2 separate regions of the Mus musculus genome follow, and region 1 is linked to region 2. The links are chromatin contacts, called in public promoter capture Hi-C maps. All regions are on one chromosome and are shown on one strand. Each heading gives the region's core, a stretch centred on a gene start, on an enhancer-like site or on the middle of the called end of the contact. The rest is flanking DNA. Distances are from core to core; before and after follow the strand shown. Region 1 holds the start of Nphp3 (nephronophthisis 3 (adolescent)). Region 2 has its middle 20 kb from the start of Rab6b.

The links. Promoter capture Hi-C pulls out the DNA fragments that hold promoters and counts their contacts.
Region 1: a promoter capture Hi-C map of hippocampal neurons shows a contact between it and region 2, with 3 times the contacts expected there. The contact joins the promoter of Nphp3 here to the enhancer-like site in region 2. A contact is called at or near these places in 3 of 39 promoter capture datasets (the C10 cell line, hippocampal neurons and pre-B cells), 2 of 15 datasets of contacts at CTCF or cohesin (large pre-B cells and pro-B cells), 10 of 484 Hi-C or Micro-C datasets (B cells, CD4 T cells, CD8 T cells and 6 more) and 7 of 115 datasets of contacts at active chromatin or transcription factors (astrocytes, bone marrow-derived macrophages, embryonic midbrain and 4 more).

Annotation. Positions count from the first base shown.
Region 1 is chr9:103,999,535-104,004,796 of GRCm38.p6, forward strand. It overlaps Nphp3 (nephronophthisis 3 (adolescent)), which reads left to right and starts at 3,010. Exons shown (of 27, transcript NM_028721.3): 1 at 3,010-3,627; 2 at 5,180-5,262. The coding sequence starts at 3,247. It overlaps Gm33054 (predicted gene, 33054), which reads right to left and starts at 2,825. Exons shown (of 2, transcript NR_168653.1): 1 at 2,768-2,825; 2 at 2,226-2,500.
Region 2 is chr9:103,089,059-103,094,433 of GRCm38.p6, forward strand. It overlaps a transcript of Slco2a1 not described here. Among named protein-coding and RNA genes, the nearest start is that of Rab6b, 20 kb to the right of the region's middle. Within about 2 kb of position 3,568, at least 57 of the 459 cell types and tissues checked have an H3K27ac peak or open chromatin away from gene starts, as enhancers often do. A contact at or near this core is called in CD8 T cells, cortical neurons, forebrain and 4 more, where this site is marked.

The DNA of each region.
Region 1 (5,262 bases), core at 1,760-4,259, 910 kb after region 2:
TTAATCTAGTCCATGAGCTCTGTAAGAACAGAGTTCATAACAGGTCTTTCCTTTGCACCACCTTTATGCCCAGGTGGTATAGCAACAATAATAACCAAAAGGAAATCCCTCCTGGCTGGTAAAATGCTGTATTACTTTTCTCATTATTGTGACAAATGCCTGACAAAAAAAAGTAACTTAAGGAGGGGAGAATGGGAGGAAGGGAGGAAGGGAGGGGGAGAGAGGGAGGAAGTGAAAAGGAGGAGGAGGGATGGAGTGGAAGGGAGGAGGAGAGAGTGAAAGGGAGGGGGAGGGAGGGGTGGAAGGGAGGAGGAGAGAGTGAAAGGGAGGGGGAGAGATAGGGTGGAAGGGAGGGGGAGGGAGAGGAGTGGAAGGGAGGGGTGGGGTGGAAGGGAGGGGGAGAGAGTAAAAGGGAGGAGGAGAGATGGGGTGGAAGGGAGGGGGGTGGGGTGGAAGGGAGAGGGATGGATGGGGTGGAAGGAAGGGGGAAAGAGTGAAAGGGAGGGGGAGGGAGGGGATGGAAGGGAGGGGGAGGGTGGGGTGGAAGGGAGGGAAGAAGGAAGGGTTTATTTTGGCTCAAAATTTGAGAGTACAGCCCCTCTCAGCAGGAAGGCCTTGTGGCCAGACTATGAGAAGGCTGCTCACATTTCATCTGTAGCTAGGAAACAGAGAGATGAGCCCAGGTGGACCAGTGGCTTTCTCCTGTGAACTCACTCTGGGACCCCAGCAAGTAGGATGGTAGTGCCCACAGGAGGACCAGAAGTCTAAGGTCATCCTTAGCTACAAAGAAAGGTTGAGACCAGTCTGGGCTGCAGGAGATTGTTTCGAGGGGAGGGGAGGGGGGAGGGGAGAGGAGAGAGGAGGGGGAGGGGAGGGGAGGGGAGGGGAGGGGAGGGGAGGGGAGGGGAGGGGAGGGGAGGGGAGGGGAGAGGAGAGGAGAGGAGAGGAGAGGAGAGGAGAGGAGAGGAGAGGAGAGAAGAGAAGAGAAGAGAAGAGAAGAGAAGAGAAGAGAAGAGAAGAGAAGAGAAGGAAGGAAAATCTAGAGAATGGTCCTCAAATCTCTGAAGGAACAGACCTCAGAAATCAGCAGCTAGAAAGGCTTTGAGAACCTAGGGCAGTCTTTTGGGTACTCTGATAGAGCAAATGTTTCCCTTTGGATCTCATGGTACTAACTGGAGAAATCAATATGTAATCCTTCAACTTAGGAGAGTCCAAAGGCTAGAAGGGTGTCTAAGAGGTCAGAGAAAACACGACCAGCTAATTTGAGGGAAGGAGTTCAGGGCATTTGTGGGGGTGGGGTGGGAGTTAAAACGGACCAGCATTCCCAGAGTTCCTTGGAGGAAAGGCTGTTTGCTTTGTGATAGATATGAAGGGTGAAAGATTGGATGTCAGCCATGACAGTGCTGACAGCAGACTATTCTCAGCCATCAGTCTCCACCGGCTAAAGAGAGCAGATGGCTAGATTAAGTAAAAGTTTGAAGTTCTAGCTCCAAGGTAACTTAGGACAACTCCCCAGGGCCGTCCCAGCTTCAAAAGTCTCTGCAGGGTTGGCTGAGGTCTTTGCTGGGAATGCTGCACAGAGCAACCTTGCACTGATTCCCCTGCCTTGCCCCAGGTACCTACCCAGCATTCTCTGGTAGACATCTTGCTTGCTTATCTACATCTCAGAGTTGGCTTTCCAAGAATCCTAGGGATGCCTGTGGATGGAGTGAGCCACCAAAGACTATCTTAGGTCAGCCCAAGGAGGCTCTGCATGGACTGATGCTTAAAATGCTACCAGATTTCTTACAGCTGGGGATGGAGTAAGCAAGCACTGGAATAAGATTATATCCCCCTTGGGTAATGAGGCTCCCGGTAATGAGGATGATGGCAGAGAGAGTGGCTGGCATTCGGAGACTGCCTAAGAAAAGGGCAAGTATAAAGATTACCAGCACCCAGCTCACAACAGTGTTGAGTCAAAGCCACTGCTCACTTTTCTGTCCCCTCTAACCTGGGGTACCAATCTGGGATGGGCAGGAAGATAAGTTAGCAGACCAAGGACAACTTGGAACAGTAGCACGCGTTCCCTTCCTGCAAACCCTGTACTTAACAATTTTCTTCCGTCTAGAATAGGGTCCCTGGCATCCTTATCGCCAGGCGTTATAAAACCTGAGCTTATCAAGGATGGGGGTGGGGGGAGAGAAGGGTCGCGGGGGTGGGGGGGTTCAAGTGGTGATGCTTCGAAGTTCTTTCCTGGCTGGCATTATTTATTACATGTTTCCTGAGAGACACACTAGGCACTGAACTGCCTCCAGAAAAGAGCCCTTTAGTCAGGACCACAGAAACAGTTGCGGCAGAGCGGGGGCAGATGGGTATGTGATCTAGTTCTTGCTCACTGAGACAAAGTTCACGCAGAGGGAGCAGAGCTTGTAGGTTTGGGCCTAGTCTGGAACCTTCCCTTCTGGATGTCCGGATCTCCTGGTACCGCCCAGCTTGCCCAGCTCAGTCCTGCCGCCTGCTCCTGCAAAGCAAGTTCTCAGGGCCGCCAGCTCCGTGATACCCATTCCTCTCCTCCCGAGTCTCATTTCTCTCAACCCTCCCTTGTCCAGCTCCTCTACTGGTCTCATTCAGAAGAGCACGCCCCCGCGTGTCTGGTCACGCCCCCAAAGCCTGGCTCCGCCCCACAGGACTCCTGGCCACTCCCCCTCTCGTTGTCCAGCCAGGACCACCTCTCCGACTCTCTGACTGGTTTTCTCTTTCTTCTGCTGCTGCCTTACGCCCCACTTACCGGGCTACGACCCTAAAATCTGGCCCGACACTCTCTCTGGGCACTGCTCTTCTCAACTGACCACACCTCCTCTCGCTGCTACGTCCCACCCCTCTCTGTTAGCCTTAACATCCCCAGCTTGCTCGGCCACGCCCCGAAAGTATGGCTCCGCCCCTTCTCAAGACGGCCACTCTTCTTCAACACCACGCCCCTCTAGTTGCCACGTTACGCCCTTCTCCCCAATCACCAGGCCCGGCTCACTTACTGCTCCGCTCTTCCCTCCAAACTCCGCCCTCTCCTCTACAGCACCTCGCCCCACCATCTAGGCCCCGCCCTTAAGGCCTGGCCACGCCCCGGCCACCTCCCTGCTCCTGGCCACGCTCCTCTCTGATTTTGGTTTCTCCCTGCGGCGCTCCGCCCCGCTTGACAGGCCCCGCCCTCCTGGTCCCGCCTCCTCCTGGCACCCAGCCGACTCTCAGCCTCAGCCGGCCGCGGGCATCATGGGCACAGCCTCGTCGCTGGTGAGTCCCACTGGCGGGGAGGTGATCGAGGACACGTACGGGGCAGGCGGCGGCGAGGCCTGCGAGATCCCGGTGGAAGTGAAACCCAAGGCCCGCCTGCTGCGCAGCTCGTTCCGCAGGGGCGCGGGAGCCGGGCCCGGGTCGCTGCCTCGCGCGGCAGGGGGCGGCGGGCTGCTGGGCGCCAGCTTCAAGTCCACCGGCTCGTCTGTGCCCGAGCTAGAGTATGCGGCGGCCGAGTTCGAGCGGCTCAAGAAAGAGTATGAGATCTTCCGGGTCAGCAAGAACCAGGAGTTGCTGTCCATGGGCCGCCGAGAGGCCAAGCTGGACACGGAGAACAAGCGGCTGCGGGCGGAGCTGCAGGTAACGCGGGACCGAGAGCGTCGCAAGCGGGAGGCTCTGAGGAAACTGAGACCCGAGCGCACCGCTCAGCCGCTTGGTGGCACCACCATCCTACCCCAGCTACAAACCAAGTTGTTTTCTAAATTGTGCAAAAGCTGCTCCTCCTTTATGTGGAATCATTATTTGAGTGTAAACTAATTTCTTATCAGCATCTTCCCCTGCCCCTTTCAATTTACGGTTCATTCATTAAGACACGTTGAATCAACCCAAGTCCTGAAGTCGAAAAATTTCTCAGAGCAACTACACACAAACTCCTCCCGGTTTTAGGTATCTCCAAAATGGAGTTCTTGGGTTAGTTTTCTTCGCGAAGTTCGGCAGATTCTGGGGTTTAATGATACGATAGGAATTTTTCTGGAAACCTCCTGATTTTATGGTTTTTAACTGTTGTGATTAAAAGTCTTCCCTGAGAGTACTCAAACTCTCTTAGTCCATTTAGTTAATGGACTAAACAGTTACTGCAATGCTATTGTAGGCCTTATAACAGATCGCCTTTGATTCATTCGGATACTAGGTAAAGCAGAACTTCTCGGAGTAAAAATATGGGACTATATGCCGTGGGTTCGGAGCCTCTCTGGTGGTCATTTGTTTATACCTTTCTTTTCTGTGAGAGGGATCTCTGACAGCCCAAGAGCTCCCGGCACATCAGAACTTAAATAAACATCACAGATTTTTTTGTAAAAGAAGGCTCCTTCCTTCTAGTAGGGCATCATTCCCATAAGCTATGAAGCCCTTCAGAATCTGCTGGGCTATTAGCATATTATCTGGGAAGCTGTTCTCACCCTCAGCTCCCTGCTCGCCTCACTTTCTACTGGGAGACCAATGTGCTTGCCCTTATAAAGTGGACTTGCGTGTCCCTCGTGTATGATGTCATGTATGTGCACCACTGCCCACTAAGAACCATGTGAATTGCAGGGAGAAGGGGTTAGCAGGATAAAGAGGCCAGTGCAGGGAGGACTGACAGACAGATGTCACAGATCACAGATCAGCAGTTCCAATTCCCTGTGAAACCTGTTGTTCCTTTCTTACCTGCATCATCGTGAGAAAACTCCCTCACATTTATTTCATTCAGCCATGTTGACATTTACTGGAGGCCTCTGATGGATCCAGACGGTGAATGGCTCAGGAGAAGAGTAAAATGATTAATATATAATGCCAAGGAGCACAGGAACCTTCATACGTACTATTCTTCAAGCTAAACCTTACAAATTGCGTGTCTTATTCTCTTAAAAACCCAAAGCATAGAAAAATCCTAGTGCTGGTGCAGTATTTCAAAGAAAAAGCATTAATTTCCGTTGAGAGCTCATTGCTGAAGAACCTGTTTACTAGGATTCAAAAATGTTTGCATTTTTTTCTATCTTGCTTGAAATCGTTGACACCATAGAAGTGCCTGGTAATTGATAAGAGAGTGAGTAGAGAGAGTAGAGATCCCAACATACGTAAACATGTATGTAAAAATGTAAAATGTGAACGAAAGGCCGTTTTTGTTAGGTGATAACAAGGTGAATCATTGCAGGCACTTCAGAAAACTTACCAGAAGATACTTCGGGAAAAAGAGGGTGCGTTAGAAGCAAAATACCAAGCCATGGAGAGAGCGGT
Region 2 (5,375 bases), core at 2,318-4,817:
CCATCCTTTGGAAGGGAGCGATATCTACCAAGTGTCCTTGAGTCCAAAGCCTCTGGCAGGACCCTCGTCCCAGCCTATGATGGGAGCCACACTAGTATGTCTGAAAATGTAGAATCCTAGGCATGTGGAGCATGCCTTTAATCCCCGTACTTGGGAGGCAGAGGCAACTGGGTGTGTGAGAGTTCGAGACCAGCCTGATCTACATGATGAGTTCCAGGACAGCCAGGGCTACATATTGAGACCTTGTCTTAAAAAAAGAGAAAGAAAGAAAGAGAGAGAGAGAGAGAGAGAGAGAGAAAGAAGGGAGGGAGGGAGGGAAGGAGGAAGGAAAGAAAGAAAGAAAGAGAGAGAAAGAGAGAGAGAGAAAGAAAGAAAAAAAAGGAAGGAAGAAAATGAAAATGAAAAAAGAAAAAGAAAAAAAGAAAGAGAAAAAGAAAGGAGAACTCCAAAATCAAGGAAGCAGCCAGCAGAGAGCTTTCACAGAAAGCCCAGGTCTTTCTGGCTGCCCCAAGCCCCTCTCTTCTTATAAGTCATTCTGAAGTTAGGGCAAGCCTTGGGTAATGAGAAGCCCGCCTCTTTTCCCATTGAAGTTCATTGGCTGGTGAGAAGAAAGAGGAGGGATCTCTTTAGGGTTGTGTAGGTTGGGTGATAGAGGTTGGGAGACCAGGTGATGTCTCAATTATTTACATTCTAGTCAAGCATCCCAAGAACATTGTAACTATTCATCAAACAAAATCCAGTGAGCCCTCTGGGTACCACAAGGTAAAGACCAGACGTGGAGAAAAGGGACAGAGAGGAGAAAACTTGGAGAAGCAGAGCCATGAGATTGAAGCACAGACCTTTGGGGAAATGTCCCATCTGGTAACTGCTTATCATGTTCTCGCTTAAGAAACAAAGCCATGTTGTATTTGCCTTCAACACTTTCAAAGATGGAGAGATGCAGCTAAGCTGGGTCCTGAATTACTGTCAACTTGATAGTAAAATATTGTATTACAGCTTCCCAGAGAGATTGGCAGTGGTATGTGTATGTGTGTGTGTGTGTGTGGGGGGGTAATCCTTGCAAATCCAGAAGAAAAAAAATTCCTATCTTTCCCAGCCACAGGGACTAAACATTGGAGGTAAAAATGTCCATTCCCTGCCAAGAAGGCCAGATTTGCTAACCTTTCATCGGTGATTAAATATGTAAACAGGTCCTGGGCAAGCCCTTGGCAAATCATTAATGAGAGAAAGCCTTCCTCTCGTGACAGGCCCGGCCCATTTATCAACCTCCACACCCATTCCCAGCCCTGTTTGGTGGCCACAGGACACAGGGCTCTCTACCTTGACAAAGTCTCTGCTCCTTAGGCACCTGCTACACTTTGATAACAATAATAAAATGTACATAGTTCGCTACAGTTTGCCAAGCCATGCATTTATTTACTGAACTCCTCAAACCACCCAGAAATAGGCTTGGCTAGGCTTCAGTCACATGACACAACACACCTTTATCTCTTGTTTGCACAAAGCCCGTGGCTTGTTTGGGTGACTCTCCAGGGCAGTGGCTTCCAAGGGTGGCTCAGAATGCCAGCTATTTGGACTTGAGGTACCTCTGTTTCATCAATCCACAATTAATGAGGCAGGAAAGGAAGCTAAGAAGGTCTCGCCATGGGAAGCAAGTGTTTTGGCCAGAAGGCGCATAGTCTTTCTGCTCCCAGGCGCTTGGCCAGAACTAGTCTCACGGCATTATCTAACTGCTGTACAGATGGAGAAATATAATCCTCTGTGCTCAGAGAGGAGAGGAGCAGACTTAGGCAAGTGCTAGAATCTTCCACCATGGGGAGTGATTCTAGGTGAACCAATATGCTCTCTGAGACCCTTCAGTCTTGTCAGGCTGTTGGAAGAGGGATGAATACAGTCAGAGGGAGGAAGCATCCACAGCGGATCCCTAGAGGAGAAAAGATGATATCTCAGCAAAGCCAAGGCTGCCTTAGAGATGGAAAAGTGGAGAGGACAGGCCCAGAAGAGGCAGAGCTGATGGATCAGAGGTTTAGAGATGCAGGGTCAGGAAAAAGGTTCTCTTTAGTTGACAAAGACTTAGGCAAAGGATGAGAAGGCGGAGGAGCTAGGGGGGATGACAGTTGATTGAGCATGCCCCCCAAGGGGCGGGGCTTATCTCGAGGGGAGGAGTCTCACCCAGAGCTTCTTCCTGAATGGTGAGGCCATCAGGACCATCACATCGATAAATGAGGTCCCCTCCGGTTGTCAATCACATTTTATTTGTTTGGTAGCTGGTGTGTGCAAGAACCCGCCATGACACATTTCCTGACCTTGCAGCGTGTATACTTTGACCTAGGGTAGGAACTTGACCAAGTGCTGTGGATTCCATTGGGAAATCAGAGAAGGGACCAGGGCTGGTTTCGAGGGTCAAGAGTGTAGGGAGAGAGGACAGCTAAGTTGTGAACAAAGGTAGAAAGGCGAGCAAACCTGTGCACATTCTGAGAATCCCCTGATCAGGGAACCTGAAGGAGAACAGGAGTAAGGCTAGAAGGGTAGGGTCTAGGCTTAGCGGGGGCCCCTTAGGCGTCCTTCGGGACTGGCTTAGACCAGCCCATTCAAAGCCTGGAGAATGGCCTTAGAGACCAGTCAACCAGTCCCAGAAGGGCGTTCCTACCTCAAAATACAGCCCCGGGTCCCTGAGAGGGAACTGCTACACCCCAGAGACCAGAAGAGCCGTCCTCCTGAGCAGCCCCAGCCAAAGTTGGCTCCACTATATGTCCTCTCTCTCTCTCTCTCTCTCTCTCTCTCTCTCTCTCTCTCTCTCTCCTCCCCGCAGTGTGGGAACTGGAGTCCCAGGGGTGTAATTGAAAGCCAAATGGGGCAGCTTATTTGAACAGGTTTTCTGTTCAGGCTCCTAAACTTCTCTTTGCACTGTGGGTTTCTCAGTACAGCATTTCAAATGTATACAGCCCCTAAACCTTAGAAGTCTCAGGTGGGGCAAGCATTTGACTGAATGTTCTTAACTTTCACAAACACCAGCTTACAGAAGAAAAATGGAGGTGGGAGTGGGGTGGGGTGGGGTGGGGTGGGCCCATACTGGGAAAAGGCATTTGAAACTCCAGAACAGCTCCAGAAGTCGGGAGTGAAGATCAGAGAACGCCAGGCCCTTTGTGCTTTGCGCTTCTAGTGAGATGCAATTATCAGACGGGGAGTTTGGAGTGCAACTGGTCTCGCTTCCAGCAGGGTCCAGACCTTATTCTTGCAGTGGCCGGCGCTCCGGGGCACTGCTGTCGTAGTCTGCCACTAGGCGGCGCCGCTCACCAGCGCCGCAGTGAGGCAGCGCCACAGCGGGATCACCGCATGCAGCTTGGCAGAGAGGGCGTTGCTGAGGCCAGGTTGCTCGCTGCTCAGGGCACCCCTCAAATACACCGCCACCCTCTGACACTTCAGGCTCCCCACCCAAGCATTCTTACAGACCCTGTGGGCACTCCCAGGCCCTGCGAACTGGCATGGGTGGTCACTCTGCTCCAACGTGGGGCCCCTCCCATCCTGGGGCTGTCAGCCTCGCCATGATCTTACAGGCTTAAGTATTCAGTGGCTTCAGGGAACTCAGTCACCTTCCACCTCCGCCTTCTAGGTCTCCGGTATTTACCAGTGTACCCCTTGGGCCTCAGGAACGTGCCTCTGAAAGAAATCTCTCATAATCGCAGGCACTGCCCGTCTTCAGAAAAGGTCTCTGTGCCCCAGTCACCTTCTAGGGCATTCGGAAAAGGACTGAGCTCCCTAGGGCCAGGATAAACAAGACTAACAACACTCTTGCTCCTTGGAAGCAAAGGCAGAAGTAGCCAGGAAAGCTTTAGAAACTGACGCACCCTCCTGACCCCCCAGGGTTGGCTGATCAATTCCAGGTTCAGCAGAGCTTGAAGGAGACCTTGACCGACACCAGCATCCCGATGCAGGGGAAACTGGATTCTCCACCTCTTGCCTTAAGCCTCCCTTCCTTGACTTCTCTATGTCACCCATTAGCATTCCAGCCTTAAGTGATTAGGCCAAAATTTTATAAACAAGATGAAGACATATTTTTAAAGCCCGTTCCTGGCAATGTACGACTAACATCATTTCACCGCTTATCGTTCCGTACATTTTATAAATGTAGATGAGAACACAACCACCGTGGCCATTAAAGTGTAAAACAGTGTAACTCCCAGCAACTAGGTGGATATTGGGTTGAGTACAGTCTCTGCCCATTTTACCACCCTGCCCCCTTGGTATAAGTTAACCTAACTTATTCGAAAGCTCAATGTAAATGGTATTTTGCAATCCATCCTAATGTTTTTGAGATCCATTGCTTGTGCCTGTGGTTATTCTTTTTTTTTTTTTTTTAATTGTTCCGTGACACTCTCTTGGTTGAATATGACACAAATTCTGTATCTATCCATCAGGTTATTTAGTTAGATGTCAGGCCATTTTTTTTTTATTATGATGAATAAAATTACTATGGAGATTCGTGAGTGAGTTTTTTGTGAGTTTCCATTTCTGTTGGAGACATGTCCAGAAGTGAAAAAGCAAAGGGATAGCTCATAGGCTATCAGAGATTAACTCTTTCCAAAGTTGAATGGCTTAGCATCTCACTAGCGATGCAGAAGTCTCTTAGTGTTTCCAAAAGGAGCTCTGTTGAGGTTTACGTGGGGTGCAGTCATATCCACACATTCACAGTCTTCTGTCAACTTGTTTGGATAAATGTATGTGTTTATCCTAGACTGCTGTAGCACCACACATGGGCTCATGTACTTGAATATGTACTTGAACCCCCAGTTTGTGGCACTGTCTGGGGAGAGAGCTCAGCCTTGCTGGAAGAAGTGCCCTGGGGAAGCCAATTTTTTCAGCCTCACCCTACTTCCACATCCCTTTCTTTCTACTTCCGGTTGCCACTGAAATATGATTTCTAAGATTTCTCCTCCAGCTCCCAGTCCTGCCCACCTCCCCCCCAAACAGTAATGGACTCTCCCTAGGAAGAGTGAATCAGGCTTCGTATTCACTGAGCTATTACATCATAAGTGGTTTTGTAATTCATATTTTATACTCTTTCACTGTGGATGACCTGAGACACCTGGAAGATCCCTGGTCGTCATCCTCCTTCGCCTTTTTTTTCTTGTCGGTCCTCACATTACCCTTTCAGGGAGTTGTCTTCAAACTCATCAAGTTTTCTTCTGCACCCTGTAAATATATTCTTGCAACCACCCACACATATGTTCATTTTTGTTTTATGTTTCTCAGGGCTAAAAATACTGTTTCTTTTTTTATCACTTCCATAATCTCTCTGCTGAGTCCCGGTTTATTGATTCAGATTGTAGTCAAAGACTGGAAGGTCTTTGAACTATTTATAGGAGCTACCTTCA